Linked DNA regions of Mus musculus: regions 1 and 2 are each linked to region 3. A link is a contact called in public promoter capture Hi-C data. All regions are on one chromosome and are shown on one strand. Each heading gives the region's core, a stretch centred on a gene start, on an enhancer-like site or on the middle of the called end of the contact. The rest is flanking DNA. Distances are from core to core; before and after follow the strand shown.

The links. Promoter capture Hi-C pulls out the DNA fragments that hold promoters and counts their contacts.
Region 1: a contact with region 3 is called in a promoter capture Hi-C map of cranial neural crest. The contact joins the promoter of Fbxo17 here to the promoter of Actn4 in region 3. A contact is called at or near these places in 1 of 39 promoter capture datasets (cranial neural crest), 2 of 115 datasets of contacts at active chromatin or transcription factors (embryonic stem cells and pancreatic cancer cells) and 1 of 9 other capture datasets (embryonic stem cells).
Region 2: a contact with region 3 is called in a promoter capture Hi-C map of erythroid cells, with 2.9 times the contacts expected there. The contact joins the promoter of Fam98c here to the promoter of Actn4 in region 3. A contact is called at or near these places in 1 of 39 promoter capture datasets (erythroid cells), 6 of 484 Hi-C or Micro-C datasets (B cells, the G1E-ER4 cell line, LSK cells and 3 more), 4 of 115 datasets of contacts at active chromatin or transcription factors (effector CD8 T cells, embryonic stem cells and pancreatic cancer cells) and 2 of 9 other capture datasets (adipose tissue and liver).

The regions. Positions count from the first base shown.
Region 1 is chr7:28,715,408-28,718,231 of GRCm38.p6, reverse strand. Fbxo17 (F-box protein 17) reads right to left here and starts at 1,442. Exons shown (of 7, transcript NM_015796.2): 1 at 1,194-1,442.
Region 2 is chr7:29,154,843-29,157,542 of GRCm38.p6, reverse strand. It overlaps Fam98c (family with sequence similarity 98, member C), which reads left to right and starts at 1,333. Exons shown (of 8, transcript NM_001146023.1): 1 at 1,333-1,413; 2 at 1,513-1,658; 3 at 1,734-1,868; 4 at 2,186-2,391. The coding sequence starts at 1,373.
Region 3 is chr7:28,961,082-28,963,881 of GRCm38.p6, reverse strand. It overlaps Actn4 (actinin alpha 4), which reads left to right and starts at 1,550. Exons shown (of 21, transcript NM_021895.3): 1 at 1,550-1,863. The coding sequence starts at 1,699.

The DNA of each region.
Region 1 (2,824 bases), core at 193-2,692, 250 kb after region 3:
GTGATGTTAGCTTGTGTCAATTTGACATAAAACTAGTCAGCACACGGTCATTGTTTAAAATCAGATTTGCGCAGAGGCAGGCTCTGAGTTCGAGGCCAGCCTGGTCTACAGAACGAGTTCCAGGACCGCCAGGGCTACTGGCGAAAAACAGAACAAAACAAAACAAAACAAACCACTAAAATCAGATTTGTGTTATTTATACTTCCAAGACAGGGAGTGGAATAAACTGAAGAAATGAACTCAGAAGAACAAACGTTACACGGAAAGGAATAAACACAGCTGAAATGCATCAATGTAGCTAAGTCAGGAAACAGCCTGAGACCCTGAAGCACGCATTCTGCAAAGGGGCTGCCAGCCAGAGTGATCCAGCCGCGGCCCAGGGCCTACATGTTGGTCTGGGCTGGCTATTTCTTTTCCCCCTTTTCGGTTGGCTATTTGGGACATGGGTAGAGCTGCGAGAGGGGGTGCTGGGAGAACCTTTTCTTCTTTTTTTTTTTTAAATTTGATTTTAAATAAAAAGTAAGATGTTATTGTTGCGCAAGTGTTTGATGTGTATGCGTGTTAGTGTGTGGGTCAGAGGACAACACGTGGGTCTCCATTCTCGCCTTTAACTCTGAGTCTTGAGAATCACCAGGAGGCTTGGCGGCAGGCACTTTTTCCTGCCACCATCGACCCGGTAGACCTAGTTCCATAAAAACAAAGTATGTATGAAACGTGGGAAATGAAGCCCACTACTTTGTATGCTATCTTAAATGTTAGTAAAAAATAGTAGGGTGTGGCTGCGCACGGGTTTAGTCCCAGTACTGAAGAGGAAGAGGCAGGGGGATCTCTGAGTACAAGGCCAGGCTGGGCTACATAGCAAGGCCAGTCAGAGGTACAAAAGAAAAGAAAAAGAAAAACCACACACACACACACACACACACACACACACACACACACGGAATGTAAAGTCTTCTCAGTGGGACTTGTAGCTTTGCAACTTGCACGTGTACAGCTAGCTCAGTGTAAGAGTGCACTGCATAAGGGAAGAGTCTGGGAAACGATGTACAGACTCCTGGAGACTGCGTCCCTGGGGTGGGGTGGGTTGGGGGCGGGGAGGGGCACACAGAGCCAGTGGAGAGACTCCTCCATTCTCCAGACTGCTCCAGCCGCTGGTTTGGACACGACCCTCGAGTCCCATCCCAGGTCCGTACCTGTCCGGGAGCTCACCGGGCGGCCTGCTCTGAGTTGGCGGGGAAGATCCAATCCCTACCCGGCGCTGGAGGCAGTCGAAGAGTAACCCGAGGTCCGGGAAGTCAGCCCCGTGATCTGGGGTCCTAGTGGACCGTCTTCTTCTATGCTCAGGATCCCGGGGCCACCGGGCAACGTTGCAGCCTGAGTGAGCCCGGCCCAGGGCCGCCGAGCTAGGCCGCCTGTCCCTGAAACGTGGCTGCCAATCCCCTGGTGGACACCCCGGGCACCTCCCCTGCCCCCTTCCCTGAGACCCGCCCCGCCCCACTCTTCCGCCCCAGGCAGCTTTTCCTAACACCGTCGTCAGGGTAAATTCTTTGGTCCCTAGCGAAAGGCTCAGCTGTGGCTCTGACCGCAGATTTGAAACCAGAGAATGAAAGCAGAGACAGGATCGGTTCTTGGAAGCAGAATCCGTCTTTAGCAGAACCGTTCAACACGCGGGCTCCGCAGCAATCGCTACTCAGCTGTTCAGCTTAAGCGAACCCTTCCCCTCCAGGAAGATCAGCGACGCCCCCCCCCCATGACTCCTTAAATTTATTTATTTACTTATATATTCACTACCACCACCACCCATCTCCCACCCACTATGTAGCTATCCAGGAACACTATGTAGATCAGGCTGGCCTGAAACTCACAAAGATCCCCCTGCCTCTGCCTCTTGAGTGATAGGCTCCAAGGCAGATAACAGTACTTCTCAGCTATTGTTATTATTTTAGATGTATTATTTATTTTCATTTTGTGTGTGTACTGGGTGGTTTTGTGTGTTAACTTGACACAACTAAGAGTCATCGGGGAGGAAGGGGCCTCCGTTAAGAAAATGTCTCCATGAGATCCAGCTGTAGGGCATTTTCTCAATTAGTGATTGATTGGGGGGGGGGAGCAACCCATTATGAGCGGTGCTGTCCCTGGACTGGTAGTCCTGGGTTGTATAAGAAAGCAGGCTGAGCAAGCCATAAGGAGCAACCTTCCACTGCTTCTGCATCATCTCCTGCCTCCAGGTCCCTGTTCTGTCTGGGTTCCTGTCCTGACTTCTTTCAATAATGAACAGCAATGTGGAAGTATGAGCCAAATAAGCTCTTTCCTCCCCAACTTGTTTTTTGGTAACGGTGTTTCATTGTAGCAATAGAAACCCTAACCAAGACAATGTATATGAGTGTTTGCCTTCCTGTGCCTATGTGAACCACATGCATGCAGTATCCACAGAGGCAGGCAGGGGTGCTGTGAGCCTTGGAGTTACAAATGGCTGTGAGCTATTGCAGAAACCAGACTCAGGTTCTCTGTAAAAAAAACAGTCAACGCTCTTAACCACTGAGCCATCTCTCCAGTCTTTTCCAGGGTCTTTGTCAATCACTTTTCATTATTTATCTATGTACTTATTTATTTTTTTATGTGTTTTTATTGTGTGTAGGTGCAACACATGCATGGGAGTGTCGTTGCATGTGTGTGGGTCAGAGGTCATCTTTCCTTCAGCGGTGGGTTCTGGGGATTGAACTCGGGTGTCGGGCAGGCTCCGTCATATACTGAGCCATCTTGCTAGGCATACACTTTATTTTTCTGGAACAGGGTCTCTCAAACAATCTGGAAGTCCCAGGGA
Region 2 (2,700 bases), core at 84-2,583, 190 kb before region 3:
ATCAAATTCGTGCGCCACTACGCCCGGCTTTACTTGTTATTAACTAAGGATGCACCTTAACATATGGACCATAATCCTCACACTTTTAAGAATGAGTGCTTGAGGGGGCTGTCGAGATGGCTCAGTGGGTAAGAGCACCAACTGCTCTTCTGAAGGTCCTCAGTTCAAATCCCAGCAACCACATGGTGGCTCACAACCATCCGTAATGAGATCTGATGCCCTCTTCTGGTACGTCTGAAGACAGCTACAGTGTACTTACATATAACAATAAATAAATCTTAAAAAAAAAAAAAAATGAGTGCTTGAAACATTGGGTGTGACACAAACCTATAGTCCCAGATCTTGGGGGGCTAAGATAGGAGGGTCTTAGTGAGGCCAGATTCCATTTAATATATTAATGGCTGGAGAGATGGCTCAGTGGTTAGGAGCACTTGTTCTAGCAGAAGACTTGGGTTTGGTTCCCAGCACCCACACAAGACTTCACGACCACCTGGAAGTCCTGGAAGTCCAGTTGCAGGAGATTGTAAGCCTTCTGACTTCTGTGGGCACAAGGTACGCGCACACACATGCACACGCACACACACACACACACACACACACACACACATACACACACACGACATTCAGGCACATAAAACATATACTTTATTGCCCTTGGATCCCAATCGCATAGATGGAAAAAACCAGTTTGGCAGAAACATTAGCTGGCAAATGGAGTCAACCCCAGTCCCATCGGCTTGCCTCCCCCTTAGGATGGAGTTTCTCAATGGCATCTGCTTTTTCTTTCGAAGGCCTACAGAGGCAGAGAGTCTGGCTAACACTGGACCCACTGTGAGGTGGAAGGAGGGTCTGGCTGAGGTGGGAGAGTGGATGTGAAGACGTGCTGAAAATCTAATCCTAAAGTGGAAGAAAAACAAGTCGGATGGGACTTTCGGTCTGGGGTGCACTAAGAACAAAGGGCAGCTGGGCGTGTCACACGCCTGTCAACCAGCAAACAGAAGGAGGAAGCAGGACTAAGAAGCCAGCCTGAGCTACATAAATGTATAAATCGAGACCCTGCCTCCAAAAGTATAAAAGTTAAATAAGTTGCTTTTTGCTTTTTTTTTTTTTTTTTTTTCTTGAGAGTCGGACAGTAGGGACACCCGAGCCTCCTGCGACCTCGTAGATCCAAACCTCAAGCTATAAAATTTACACTGGACAAGTTACCTGAAGGGTGCGCGTGGCGCGCGACCAAGCCAATAGGAGCGTGGAAGCGCCTTCGCACGAGAATATGGTTGGATAGCAGCGGGAGAGAGGAGGCGGAGGGAAGAGGGGGCGGAGCCTTTCCCTGGCGGAAGGGGGCGCGCGCACCGGGTCCGCAGACGGAGTTGCCATGGATGGGGCCATGGTAGCGGGTGACCTTCTGACACTGGGGTAAAAGATTCGGTGGTGTGGCCTGGGGGTACGGGAAGGGCGCACTCGCCTGGGGACGCGGACGCAGAGGGACTCGCACTGACGCGTGCCCCGCCGCAGGTACGATGCCCTCCCGGAGGGGGCGTCTCGGGGTCCCGCGTGTGCAGACTTCAGGGCGCTGTGCGCGCGGCTGGCGGCCGAGCTGACGGCTCTGGGAGCTCTGGAGCGGCGAGAGGAGGGCACCGCAGTGCTGGGCGCCGGCCACGGTGCGTGAGAAGCTGGGTGGACGGCGGGTAGAGCCGCGGAACCCGCTGCTTCCTGATGGCTTCTTCCTCCCGCAGGCCCGGACACAGAGGAAGAGTTCCTGCGGCAGTTGGCCGGCTGGCTGCGGGCGTTGCACTGCCCGGATCGCGCGCTCTGCGGCGGAGACTGCGCCACCGTGCTGCGGGAGCCCGGCGGCGGCCTGCGTCTGCTGCGTGAGCGAGCTTGGAAGGCCCAGGGTGGTGGCGGTGGGCGGGGCCTCTGAATGGGGCGGGCTCTGACGCTCAGACTGGACTCCCGTGGGTGTGGCCAAAGCTTTGCGGCGAGCTTGAAGGCCGCAGGTAGATAGGCTAGGGTTAATTAAGGCTTGGCTTGAATTCTGACAGAGGCCTCTGAAAACTTTAATGCGTTGAGTTAAACGCCAGTTGGGTGGTTCTGAAGTGGACCCACATCCCCCATTGTCGGTGGGTGAGGCTTACTCTGGGGGAAGGGCCAAGGTTCTGGTTGGGTAGGGATCTACTCCTCTTTTTAGGGTTTCTTTGCTCTGAGCTCCAGGCTGCCCGCCTCTTGCATCTAAGGCTCCAGCGGGATTCTAGCCCTGTGCCATCCTTTGGAGAAGGGACAAAGAAGGCGAATGGCGTTGTTCAGGAACTGACGCTAACTCTTCAAGCCCTGGGGCTCCCCAGACCCCTGCGTGGAACCCTGGCTAGCCAGCTACTTCGGGAGTTTCATGACAAGGTAGAGAGAGTCTCCTCCTGAGGTACCTTACTTGTGGAAAGGAGCCTGTTTTCAAAACCAGCTCTAAAAAGGATGACCCATCGACAGTGGCCATTCGTTCTAATTTGCTTTTTGCTGTGATAAAACACTGACCAAAGCCAGCTTAGGGGAGGAAACCGTTTGTTTCCCTTCACAAGTTACAGCCCACCGTTGAAGGAAACTGAGGCAGGAACCCAAGCCTCAAGCCAGCCATGGAGGACAACCGTTTACTAGCACATGCCTCCCGGCTTGTTCAGCTACCTCTTATACAGCCCAGGCCCAGAGTGGGCT
Region 3 (2,800 bases), core at 301-2,800:
GGTCAACCTGAGTCTGACCCCTAGGACCCCAGGTGGTAGAAGCACAGATGAGCTCTGACCAGCACACATGACATGGGCACCCCTGACCCACACAATAAATACATGTAAATTTCAAAGAAATCAAACCCAAAGGCTGGAGGCAGAAGAGTGGGGGTGGCAGGAAGAAGGCTTGGAATGGTGGCTGCTGGCTGCCTCTTTGTAAGAAGCCCTATAAGGGAGGATTAAGGTTTCCTGAGCAGCTGGAAGCAGGAAGTCACCTTTCAAGATGGAGATGGCCCCTCTGGTTATCAGATGGCCTTCAATGAGGCACTATTATTATTCCGTGTGTGTTTCTTTTCTCCTCTACCTACCCCCACTTCCCCCTCTGAGACTGGGTTTTTCTGGCTATCCTAGAACTCACTCTGTCTATCAGGCTGGCCTCAAACTCAGTGCTCTGCCTGCTTTTGCCTCCTGAGTGCTGGGATTAATACACCACCATGCCTGGTTTCCATAATTCTTATTGTTGCCCATCTCTCCTACAAAGTTAGTCGTTTGATAACTGACCTGGCTTACCATGCTGTCCGTAGTTGGAAAGTGGCTGCATGTAGTAGGTGCATAGTATTTGCTGCGAGAATGAAGATAGACAAGTCCAAAAGGACCCCTTGCCTTCCCTGCTAACTAGCTATCCCAGTCCAATCTAACTCGACGTATCTTTGAAAGAGTTTCTTTAAATATCTACCTTTTCCCTTTTCCCAGAAGACTTTACAAATCCAGCCCATTCTAGAGTTTCTTTTCTTTTCTTTTTTTAAGACAGGGTCCTCATGTAGCCCACACTAGATTCAAACTCGCTGTGTACTAAGTAAGTCTGGCCTTGAACCCTCCTGTCCACACCTCCAGTTGGGATCTAAGGTATGTGTCACCATGCCCAGTTATTTGTTTGCTTGTTTGTTTCGAGACAGGGTTTCTCTGTGGAGCCCTGGCTGTCTTGGAACTCACTCTGTAGACCAGGCTGGCCTCGAACTCAGAAATCCACCTGCTTCTGCCTCTAAGTGCTGGGATGAAAGGCGTGCGCCAACACTGTCCGGCCCACCATGCCCAGTTTTAAGCTCGATTATTTATTTAATTTAAGACTGGTCTTCCTGTGTAACCCAAGCTCCAACATGTTATCTGTCGTTCAGTCTCTGCGGCCTGAGAACAGAGATCCCACGTTCCATCGTGCAAGGTTTATAGTATATAGTTTCGAAAGGGTGGGGACTTTTCCTGACTTCTTTAATGCCAAGGCAGAAAACACGGTCTCACACATAGCAGGCAGCCAAATAAATCTTGATTATGTCTGAATGGCTGAATGGGAACACATTCCACCCCGAAACAGGTTAAAGCCGGATGAGGAGCCCCGCCTTATGAATCATTCATGACTTGGGCCCCGCCCACACGGGGTGACGCGCGCGTTCCCGCTAGAAGCGCCTGGGCTCCCACGCTGGGCGGGCAGCCGGAGGTGCGTTCTGCGCCGGCGCCGAGAGCCCGGGGCCTCCTCAGGTGCGCGCGCGCGGGAGGGCGGCGGCGGCAGCGCAGTGCGCAGGCGCGGCAAGTGAACTGCGCAGGCGTCAGTCTTGGGCGGGCTGAAAGCAGCTGAAGCGGCGGCCGAGTCGGAGCCTCCGGCACAGGGGCGGGAGCTGAGGCGGTAGCGGACCGGCTGGCGGGCTAGCGAAAGGCGGCGGAATGGTGGACTACCACGCAGCGAACCAGGCGTACCAGTACGGCCCGAACAGCGGCGGCGGCAATGGCGCGGGTGGCGGCGGAAGCATGGGCGACTACATGGCCCAGGAGGATGACTGGGACCGGGACCTGCTGTTGGACCCGGCCTGGGAGAAGCAGCAGCGCAAGGTGCGCGGCCCGTGACCCGGGCTGGGTGGCGTCCTGCGCGTGGCGGGGAGGCCTGGAGGAGGGTCCTGGGAGACAATTGGCGGGTTCGGGAACGGGTTTGCAGTCCCGGAGAGGGATTACAGAGCTTAAGGAAGCAATTGGGAATCTGGAGGGGGAGGGGGGAAGTGGCGGCCAGGTAGGAGACACGGGGAACTGGGACAAACGAGATGATGATTCGGGAGGTTGCAATGGAACTAGGTTTTAAGGCGAGATTGTTGGATCAGAGGAAGCATTGATGGGGCCCAGGCAAGCAATGGGGTCCAGGAAGGGAATTGGTGAGCCTGGATAGTATTTGGTTTGGGAATCCTAGTATGGAGGAGATAGTCTGGAGTGCAGAGAGTCTGAAGAAGAGATTGGAATTGCAGGAAGCCTTAGTGTGTGTGTGTGTGTGTGTGTGTGTGTGTTGGGGGGTGGTTCTAGAAGAGATGAAGAATCAGGAAAGGTAAAAAGGGGGCACTAAGGAGAGGATTGTGGAATCCTGAGACAGGGAGGGGGGCCTGCATGGGCTAGGGTGTGTGGTGAGTAGGTGTTAAGATGGTCTGATGGGACTAGGGGTCTGAGAAGGTAGGTGTTCAGGACAGAAGTTAGGGGCCTAGGAACAAAAAAGATGTTTGTGTGAGGAGGGTGAGATTTATTGAGGGCGCCTTGCTGTAAAAAGAAAAGGATAGGGGCGTAATTAGAATTGATGGGGAGACCCAAAAGAGTGTGGGTGCTTTGAAGAAGGGAGAGGTAGTGAAACAGTTAAGGTTCCAGGTTCACGGGGAAATAGTTCAACAGTGAGAATAGTGGAAGACAGTAGGAGCAGGGATGGAGGATAATGGGAGGGGGTTAGTTTGGGAAAATGGAAGTCTGATTAGGAATGCCTGATTAAAAGACTTGGGGGTTCATTGAGTGAGGA